Regions from separate parts of the Mus musculus genome. Here regions 1 and 2 are each linked to region 3. Evidence: chromatin contacts called from public ChIA-PET data. All regions are on one chromosome and are shown on one strand. Each heading gives the region's core, a stretch centred on a gene start, on an enhancer-like site or on the middle of the called end of the contact. The rest is flanking DNA. Distances are from core to core; before and after follow the strand shown. Region 1 holds the start of Sde2 (SDE2 telomere maintenance homolog (S. pombe)). Region 2 holds the start of H3f3a (H3.3 histone A). Region 3 has its middle 23 kb from the start of Gm31728.

Region 1 (3,420 bases), core at 394-2,893, 570 kb after region 3:
TTTTGTATTTTAAATGACAAATGCTTGCTGGTTGCTTGGGTCTTCTTCATAACAGAGATTTAAATATAACCGAGGGGTAAAGAGTGAATTCATTCAGACATTAGGTTTTTGGAGAGCAGTAGTAGATAGTTGTAATAAATGACGTGGACTTTTCTTGTTAGAAGGGAATCCTTCTGGGACTTTCCAGCTTACAAAGCATTATTCTGACAAAGAAATGTTACATAACCCTAAACTGACCATGATCTGGTTCCTTGCAGAAGAAGAAGCTGCCAGGCTCTTGAAATGGTCATTTGATTCCCAAAAGGTGAAAAAAATAAATTAGCAGTTAGGACCACATGCTAACGGACAGAATGGGAAAAGATGGAAGGTCACATGCTTCCCAGTTTGTCTGGAAGGTCACATGCTTCCCAGTTTGTCCTGCTTACGTATCGGATGAGACGCCTGTAGGCCTCTGGGTTACTACTACAACACTCATAAAATACTGCTTCTATGCACAACATGCTTTGTGTAATTATTCTTCATCTCCTGGAATCTTCATGGAGGCCCGCTTTCCCGCCTGTGTGCACCAACAGATCTATAACTCCACAGAACTGCAAGTCCTATTTTTGTTCATTTTCACAGTTAAAGGATTTCAAGATTTTGTGCTTTCTCCTCAGCGATTAGTTCCATCGGCCTGCATCTTAACAGCCGAGAATATGGCTCTGCGGGCCAGGGCATCTGTGTTCAGGAGACTGAGTTATCCTCCCGATAATCCTCCCAGCTTCATGCTAGCAGCTTTTAAATTGTTTAGTATTTCAGAGACAACATCATCTCAGCATATTAAATATTAAGGGCCTCCCTCAGCACCCGAACCTTAAAGTTGTTCTCTGTAAAATCTGCGCGAGTGTTCCCAGGGCACAGAAAGAACGTTACAGCGGGGGTTTTTGGAAGCAGTATGGCTATAAACGTCACTCCCGCCCCTGCCGTTCACAAGGGCCCATTTGCTGTGAAATATTTTGAAAACACAGCTGAAGCGGGGACAGCGCAGAGCGCAAACATGCAAAAATAGGAACGAGCCGAACGTGATGGAAGGAACGTGAAGGGGGGTTCAGGAAATGAACATAAACCTCTAGGGAACTACGCAGGCCGGGGCTGCGGTTTGGGGACCACTGGGGGCCGTTCTCTAGGACTGGGAGGCCTCGCGGGTAGAGGAAGCCGTTTTTCTCCCCGCAGCACCGGGAAGCAGTGGCTGCCTGGGACACAGCCCTCCCAATCCCAAAAATAGCTGCACAAACCGGAGTGGCGCGCTGGCCTGCGGCGCTGGGCGGAGCCACGGGCAGCTTATCACCCCCAGCCAAAGCGCTGTAGCCCAAGCGCAGCAACCGCGCCCAGAGCTCGCCCTTTATAGCCAGTCCCTTGAGCCCCGCCCTAGCAACCGCCCCTAGCAACGCCTAGCTCCAGCGCTCCGCGGTCTTATCGGCCTCAGGCAGGCCTTTCCTGTCCCCCTCCCCCACGCCAGCTCGCGTGACGCCGGGCCACGTGACCGCCTTCCGGAAAGGCGGGGGTGAGTGGTGGAAACCCGGGAGGCGGGGCGCTGGAAGACGAGGCCTTCCGTCATCGAGATGCGACCGGATGGCTGTGTCGCCTAGTGCCTGTCGCAGTCCAGAGGTTCCGTCACCAGACGAAATGGCGGAGGCTGCGGTGGTGGCGTGGGTTCGCGGCCCCGGTACCGTGTGGAAGGCGCTGCCGTGTGCCTCGGTTGGGTGCTCCGTGCGCGATGTGATCTACCGACACTGCCAGGAACAGGTGAGGATGGCGGTTCCCGGGAAATGGGGGAAAGAGATCACCAAGCCAGGCTGGGTTCGTCGTTGGGTGTTTCTGACTAATATGGGGACATTCCTCTGCTAGTCTATGGCAGTCGTTGTTTTGTCCCCACGTCGTAAGAGAATCTCCGTCCATTTACTGCGCTTTGTCCAACCTCGACTACAAACTCTCGTTCTGTTTCTTTTATCCCCCCAAATGATACCTTTAAGGTTCTCTTCTTACATTCACATTATAGATAGGAATATGCTTTCTTACCGACCCTCAGGACACCCATCCAGGCCAAAGAACGGTTAGAGAAGGATATGGAGTCATCCTGACAGAGCCAATCACTCACAGATATTCTTGGGCCTCTTTAGACTCTGCCATGTGGATATAAAACCCTGGTTAAGTGCTTCTAAAGTTTTAAGCTTTAATTCCCAAAGAAGCAGGCTTATACTGACTAGGAAATCTCAAACCTCTTCAATCATCTAAAGAGTTTACTGGGTTCCCTGAGTCTAATTTTAATCTGGGCGTTTGGTATAGAACAGTTTTTCTGTATGACTGCGCCTTCGTTGTAGTCTGTTTTCTCTGCTTGTTATGTAGAAACATAACAAATGTTAAAATACCAAATCTGTTCCTAAAGAGACTTGGATGAGTTCCAAGAAGAATATGTGATTTTCTAATTTCTTTGTCCTTTAAAAAACAAGGACAAGAAAGTCTTTCCTTGTAGCCCAGGATGTTCTGAACATACTGGAGGGCTGGGATTATTGGTGTGTCCCACCACATCTAGCCTTTGTTTTCTTCTCTATTCTGCGGTCTAGTAAGAAAAACAGAACCTTTTTTTAGCCATTCGAATTCAGATACTTTCCAAAACAGGTGACTTTTCAATGTATTTGAAGAATAATTTTCAAGTTTTATTTTTAAACTTAAAATTGATCCATAAACAATAGAATCTTAACAATGAGGAGTGTTGGAAATACACTTTTTTGAAAGGACACAGAAATAAGGCTGGGCCTGGTGGTGTATGCCTCTAATCTCAGCACTTGAGAGGTTTGGGGGTTCTTAGCCACGTCTCTATAGTGGTTTTGGGGCAGCCTGGACTATGTGAAACCCTGCTTGAAAGCAAAACAGCCTCCTATCACCTCGTCCTTAGATTTAACAGAGGCACTGTACATGGACTATGGGAGTCCAGACATCCAGAAAAAACCCCCAATAGAATTGAGTTTGGAGAACAGGTAAGCAGAAGCAGTTATCAGAGAGCATTTGAGTCTGTCTGTTACTTAACAACAGTAAATGTGAGTGCAAGCAGCTTACTAAGGACAGTTTGATGAAATAGGAAAAATCAAGATAGTTCAAGTTCAAGCTATACTTTTTAAAGCAAAACGGTTCTGATCCATGAAGAAGTTTTATCTCTCGCTGAGAGAGGAAGACCTCTGCCCTGTTGATCATTAGCCTTAACAGACATCAGTAAAGGTGACTACAAGTTAATAGGAGACTCCCAAGGACATACTGCAGTAGTAAAATGCTGTAAGGACCTTGACAATCTACTCCTTTCTTATTTGCTGGGGGAAAAGTTGGTTTTAAAAACTGGAGATGAGAAGAATTCGGCTGCTGAAGGTGTCAGTAAGACAGCAACTT
Region 2 (3,481 bases), core at 645-3,144, 530 kb after region 3:
CCATAGCAAAAAGTATGACTATCTTCCTGTTAAATTACACGGACATACTGCTTAGACACTATCCCACTGCTCGACGTTTTAGAAATACCTGTAACGATGAGGTTTCTTCACCCCTCCAGTAGAGGGCGCACTCTTGCGAGCGGCTTTTGTAGCCAGTTGTTTCCTGGGTGCTTTACCACCGGTGGATTTGCGGGCAGTCTGCTTTGTACGAGCCATGGTAAGGACACCTCCTTACTTACCTATCAGTGTTTAAAAAACAAAAAATATCGGATTCAACTAAAACATAACAGTATTCCTGCCAGAACCCCCCCCCCCCAAATCTGGAAATTAATCAGTATGGGGGAGGGGGGGGGACTGTTATATAATTAGTTTGGAAGGGCGCGGATTACATCTATCGCCCAAACATGATTTAAAACAAACTAGAAAATTGTCAGCATTTATACTTTATAAAGCTATTTCCGAGCGATAAAACAGCCAAAACCAGAGAGACGCCCCCCACCATGGCTTTCGATCCAATTCATTTAATTAAAGTAGAAATTAGAAACGTCTGCAAACATTCGATCACAAACAAGTCAAATGAACGAAGCCACAAACACAGAAAGGTCGAGTCAAATTACAGCCAAAAAAAAAAAAAAGAAAAAGAAAAAAAAGAAAGAAAAAGGTTTCAGCGCCCCCCCCCCGCTCGGTTTGCTGCCCCCCTCTCGCGCCTGGCAGTTGGGTTGCTGTAAATATCTAAAAACATTCTTGAGGTTTGTTTCTTTATAGTTATGTTGACAAAAAGGCGTCTCGAAATGCAAGAACAACAGCCATCGCCAGTGAGCATTCCACAAAGCCCGTCCCCCTCCCGGGCTTCGCTATGGAAGCCGACTGCCCCGCACCCAGGCTTAATTAGCGCTCGACACCGGCCGCCCGGCCCACCCAGCACCACATAAACTTTTGGTTCTGCCTCCCCTGGGTCCCTAGGTTCGGGGTACCGGACCTGCCCGTCTCGGTCCCCGCACCCCGCGCTGGCAACGAGCGACTCGGCTCCCGAAGACTAGCACAAAATGGAAACAATTGGAAACGTATCCGATTCCCTTCCAGAGAGACAAACAGCAAATCGTTCGAAAATACCCCATCCCCTGCCACGTGCCGCTCTCCAAAAATGCAAAAGTTCTTTTTTTTTGTTTTCTGCATTTCATAAGCATCGTTTCTTTTTCTCCAAAAAAGGCAAAAAAATGTTCTTAAAATTTTTTCCTTCCATTTTAAAATGGGGAAGAGAGAAACGGGGGGAAAAAAAATATGGTCGGTGACCAGAGAAGAGAGACAAGATGGTGAAGCTCAGGCACAACTGTGGAGAGGCAGCAAAAAGCGAGTTAGCCCGGGGTGGAAAGCGGCGGCGATTTTACCCCCTTTGCGCCCGAAAAACTGGGGCCTGGGACCCGGAGGCGGCAGTTAAGAGGCTCGCGCGGGACATGGTGAAGGTCTGGGGTCCCGGGAAGGGGCAGCGGGAGGGATTTCACCGAAGAAAGAGGAGCCCGCGGCGCCGGAGGGAGACAGGCTCGACGCCGCGGCGGTGCCACTGCTGGGCTGAGACGGAGAGACCGGGGAGCCGCCGCCGCCACCGCCCGCGGAAGGCAAACTCGCTCCCCATCTCCATTTCTGCGCCAAAAAGTTTGCGGGTCGAGCCCGGGGGGACTGTGGGTGCCTCCGTGGGCCCCTACGAGGCCGACGGCGAGCGGAGCCCGGCTCCGGGAAGGCGGGCAAACGGAGAAACTTACCCCCCTTCTCCTTCGGCTGGAGCTCGGCAAGCGAGAGGCGGCGCTGGCGTTGGAGAGCGGCAGCGGCGCGGCGAAGGCTGCGAACACAATTGAAAGATGGCTGACACCGAGGCTTTCCCCTACACACGCCGCCCCGCCCCGCGCCGCGCTCCAGCCAATCACACACAATGGAGGGAAGGCTCGGCCCCGCCCAGGGCCCCCGCGCGCCCCGCCCCTCCCCTCCCCCCGCGCGCTCGTTCGCTGGCGCGCGCTCGCTCCTCCCCCGCGCGCCGCCCGCCCATTCCTCCCGCCGCCTCTCGCGGTGTGTACAAACACAAAAGACACGCCGAGGGGCCCGCCGAGGGGCCGTCTGCCCTAGTCCGTCCCCGGCCCACACTCCCTCCCCGTCGGACGCAGGCGTTAAGTGAGCCCCCGAAGCCCAGCTTTGGGGTGCACAGCGGGGGGTGTGGGGGCGGGGAGGGCGGCGCGGGCTGCGGACCAGCGCCCGGCCTGCGGGGGGAGGGGCATCGCCCCCGCGCGCGCCCCCGAGGTTCCCGGCCCGTGTGGGGGCGGGGAGAAGGCCGGGACCGTACGGTCGCCGCGCCCCAGTTGAAAACGCGCCCAAGCGGGAAGCTAGCTGGCAAAGTGGAAGCCCCAGTCCCGCGCCCACTTTCGGACCGCGCGGCGCGCCAGGGGCGGGGGACCCGCGGGCCTCTTCCCGCCTTCGCTCCCCGCCGAGCGCGGGCCGGTCCGGAGGCTCGGGCCAAGTCGCCTGAGGACAAGTCGGTCGCAGACTCTAGCCCCGGGAGAGGAGGGGCAGCCTGCGGGGCAGTGCGGAGACTGTCAGCGCGTCGCAGGTGGTGGCACCGGGGCCGAGGGACAGGGCTCGCCCTCTTCCTAGGCCGCGGTTCTTGGTGCAAGATGGCTGTTATTTTGTAAGCCTCTGAGACAATGTGCAACACAGCTGTAGCAGTCTAAGGCAGAGTAGGCCTTTCCACCCCTTCGCTGTTTGGAGGAGCGCTGCAGAAATCTCGTGACATAAGAGTCTAATGTCAGACACAGGAGGCTGAAACGGCAGGTAGAAGGAAAAGCTGTTTCCCGCTTTCCTTCTGCCCAGTAGCTTGGGCAACAGACTGCATAGCTCAAGTTCTCATTAAGTGACCCACAAACATCTGAACCGTCCCCAGGTGGTATTGACCAGGCTACACAACTCTGGGTGAAGGCTTTCGGTAGAAGAGTCACAAAGGTCCCGTAGGGTACTGATGAAGGACAGTAGCATACATGTAATCTGAAGACCTCTCAAAGCAGTCTTATCATGAACATTATCCTGAAACAGATATGTGGAAATCAGATATGAGAGAAGAAATGGATTTGGCCAAGGTCACTGAACTGAGGAACAGACCCTAGAGGGAAAAAAAACAACAACCCAGGCCTCCTGTTTCATTATTATTTAATGAGTGTTAAGTGTTGATGAACACATGCAATCTGCGATACTACCCTAAATGCACATATGCAAAAAACCCTCCACAGAGCTGCCAGTGAAAAATTCCTATAATTTGAGCCAAGAAGCATTTTTTCCCCTCTTGCTTGTTTGTGTTTTGTTTTCAGGAAACTAAAATATTTGTTGCTGGATTTATCCAAGAAGGCTGTTACATATCAATTGAATCAGTCATATCTTCAAGAAATGTTAGCTTGTCATAGATAGTACTATCTATGTATGCTAGGTTTCCTCATACATTCTT
Region 3 (3,277 bases), core at 439-2,938:
TCCCCCCTTCCTTGTCCCCCCCACACACCCTCTTTTGCTCTTGGCTATCAACTCCTCCATTGACCCTCAGCTCCAGGCAAGTACTGTCTTCATTCTGTCCTTCTCTAATGACTCTCTAGTCATTTTAATGACTTCAATTTCTTTTTAGATTTATTTATTTATTTATTTAATGTATGTGAGTACACTGTAGCTGTCTTCATGTAGACCAGAAGAGGGTATCGGATCCCATTACAGACAGTTGTGAGCCACCATGTGGTTGCTGGGAATTGAACTCAGAACCTCTGGAAGAGCAGTCAGTGTTCTTAACCGCTGAGCCATCTCTCCACCCCCCATGATTCCAATTTTAATGAGAATCTACTACAACAATAAGATGGAGTTCTACAGGCTTCCACTTGAAATGCTGCTAAAGGTTCACGGGCAACATAGTTTGTTTGATTGAGACAGGCTCTCCTGTGGCCAAGGCTGGCCTTGAATGTGGTATGTTGTAGAGGCTACCTGGAACTTCTGATCTCCTGCCTCCGCCTTACAAGTGCTGGAATTACAAAAATGTGCAACCATGATGACTCGGGGCCGATTTGAATAGGATAAAAGAGAGCAATCCGTCTGTTACTCAATGTAGGACACACAAAGCTTATCTCTTTGCAGACTCTTTCGCTCGTGGGATCAGATGTGTCATGAACAACTGCCGAGTTCTCTTGACTGCCAAGGGACACCTGCCTGAGTCTTCTGGGTCCCCCACAGGTCTTTTAGATGTAAGGAATCCGTGATGGGTGCCAAGATACATACCAAGCACAGACACTTTGAGGATTCTGGCTCTATCACGCCCATTCTGCAGACCAGAAAGGGCTTCAGCAAACAAAATTTGGAGATGAGTTAGCTGTTCTGCAGTGGCCTCAGGCTCCACCTAACATGTTTCCAGAGAGAGAGGCAAGCCCGGATAACCCACGTAAGTATGTTGCTGTGCCCTTCCTTCCTGGAAGTTTTCGATTTTCTTACCTGGTCATTTTCAACTAAATCTCTAGGTTATGGAAAAAGAAAGATCTCATTTGAATGGAGGAAGCCTCCTAATGGGCACATGTAAATCATGGTTAGAAATGTTTGAATAGCCAGATGGTAGAAACTAGGACTCTAGCATTTCCTGATAAACACAGAGGCCGTTTTGAACTTGTACATGAGTGGTGGCAAGGGCACTTGGATGCAACTTTGTATCTATTAGTTGTTTAACTCCTAGGAGAGGGGAGGCTGGGGAGAGGAGGAACTGTCCACATTCTGGTATACGATACTGTGCTTAGGTATAGCGCTTAATAGTTTAGTGTTTTCAGTGGTTGGGGTTGTCATTTTTCCCATATGACACCGATGTGGATTTCCCCAGGGTCACCTCCCAAAAGAAGTAGGCAGTGACATGGTGACTGCTGTGGGTCTTTCTGTTAGAAAGGCTGCAGATGAGCAGCAAAGACAAGATGGGCCTGCAGTAAGTACAGAGCAGTTTGGGATCGAAGAACCCAGGTTTTCATTTCTAAATGGTAAACCCAAAAGGGTTGGCCCTGAGTTTATGCAACGTCCCTCCGCAGTGTGCCAGCAGTTTGAGAGGCTTGGAGCTGTGCCAGCAGTTTGAGAGGCTCCGCAGGAGAGGTGAAATGACTTTTGTTCTTCCCTCTGTAACTAAAGCTGGCCACACCCTCTGGCATCTGACTGAGTAGGAAAAAGACCTCAGGGTGTTCTGTGCTGGGGACACCAGGTGACTGTACAGAGTCCATGCCAGACAGGAGATTCCAGCAGGTGCAGGGCTGACGAAATACAGAAATGCTGAAATGCGCAAGCGCGGAGGGGTTTCCTGCCTGGGTGGAGCTTCCAGAAGAGTCACCTCCTGCAGGGTGAGGGAGCTACAGGTTCTCCTCCACTCCCCACAGCCTTGCCTGCTCTTCTGCTTCCTCTAGGATGGCTAACTGTACCGGGAACCCTTACTTTGCTTTCATTCTTACAGATTCCAGATCTAAAAATAAAGGTCAAATGGCAAACAGACCGTGCTCTCCAACAGCACCAGCTACTACTATTTACTTAAAGCAAGCTACTAATCAAGGATTTTAAAGCCAAAACACAAGGGGGTGGGGTATAGTCCAGTGTCGTACAGCTACAGAGATTCTCTATGCTTAGTCCTTTTGCTGGCCAAGAAATGATATGCCTTCAAACAGATCTTCAGACATATTCAAAAATTACTCTCAAGTTGTTATTCATATATCATCTGTGTGCCACCTCACTTTGGGTGAGGATGGAACAAGGCAGTAATAATAAAACACGCTCACGTTTATTTTGACTTCACAGATCTTTTGTCTTCCGTCCTCTTGAGGGCCTTGAGGTGTAAGGCATCTGCTATTAGGGACTTGTATGAATCTGTAAGGTCGGTTTGGACATGTGAATCGTCAGCAAAGGGGCCTGGCCTGCAGATGTCTTGCTGACTTCCTTGGTGAGGATATCATCTGATGACAGCTCCAGTAAAGCATATTCATCTTCAAGGCATGTAACAATGCAGCTCTGTTGGCTAGGGGTAATTTTTAGGTCATTATGAACTCCTAAAGTCACAAGATACAGACATCTCTTAATTGACATTCTATCAATTATAATGCTATAATTTAGGATGCTCTGGTGTCTCAGGGAGCTCAAGGGCTAAGGGCACTAAAGTAAGCAAGGTCCCGGGGCTCAGGACAAACACACACATCTCAAAGGCACATGGCATTTCTGGACCTGTGAGCAGGGACTCCTGTGACCCAGCAGGAGTGGCCAAGGGTCTGCCATGCTCAATCACACAGTGTAGCCCCAGCCTGTAAGGCACATGGAAACCGGAAAACCATCCTTGTATGTAGAAGAATTGAATGTATAGCTGGGCAGTGGAGGTTCAAGCCTTTAATCCCAGCACTCGGGAGGCAGAGGCAGGTGGATTTCTGAGTTCGAGGCCAGCCTGGTTTACAGCGTGAGTTCCAGGACAGCCAGGGCTACACAGAGAAACCCTGTCTTGAGAGAGAAAAAAAAAGAATTGAATGTATGGCCTAGAAAACTTAATAAATAGCACATTGATAGATCAATGCTGCCAACACTCATTCAATACTCCAATGTAAGTCCCAGTCTACTTAAGAGACCATCAGTTTTAAGTGTTTTTAAAGCATACCCTAAAACTAAACCAGACTAAAATATTAGGTACGGGTTTGGAAAACAGAGGTGAGTAGCTTCTAAGGCCAGAAACCATGGGAGGAAATATCAAGAAAACATTGAATGAATTTGA

The links. ChIA-PET counts read pairs in DNA pulled down with a chosen protein or histone mark.
Region 1: a contact with region 3 is called in an RNA polymerase II ChIA-PET map of memory CD8 T cells, with 7 read pairs. The contact joins the promoter of Sde2 here to the enhancer-like site in region 3. A contact is called at or near these places in 11 of 39 promoter capture datasets (the 3T3-L1 cell line, 3T3-L1-derived adipocytes, the HPC-7 cell line and 6 more) and 3 of 115 datasets of contacts at active chromatin or transcription factors (astrocytes, bone marrow-derived macrophages and memory CD8 T cells).
Region 2: an RNA polymerase II ChIA-PET map of memory CD8 T cells shows a contact between it and region 3, with 44 read pairs. The contact joins the promoter of H3f3a here to the enhancer-like site in region 3. A contact is called at or near these places in 3 of 39 promoter capture datasets (the 3T3-L1 cell line, hippocampal neurons and liver) and 1 of 115 datasets of contacts at active chromatin or transcription factors (memory CD8 T cells).

The regions. Positions count from the first base shown.
Region 1 is chr1:180,849,508-180,852,927 of GRCm38.p6, forward strand. It overlaps Sde2 (SDE2 telomere maintenance homolog (S. pombe)), which reads left to right and starts at 1,644. Exons shown (of 7, transcript NM_145943.1): 1 at 1,644-1,785. The coding sequence starts at 1,666.
Region 2 is chr1:180,811,711-180,815,191 of GRCm38.p6, forward strand. It overlaps H3f3a (H3.3 histone A), which reads right to left and starts at 1,895. Exons shown (of 4, transcript NM_008210.5): 1 at 1,761-1,895; 2 at 89-239. The coding sequence starts at 216.
Region 3 is chr1:180,278,138-180,281,414 of GRCm38.p6, forward strand. No RefSeq gene overlaps it. Among named protein-coding and RNA genes, the nearest start is that of Gm31728, 23 kb to the left of the region's middle. Within about 2 kb of position 1,689, at least 112 of the 459 cell types and tissues checked have an H3K27ac peak or open chromatin away from gene starts, as enhancers often do. A contact at or near this core is called in bone marrow-derived macrophages, hematopoietic stem and progenitor cells, liver and 1 more, where this site is marked.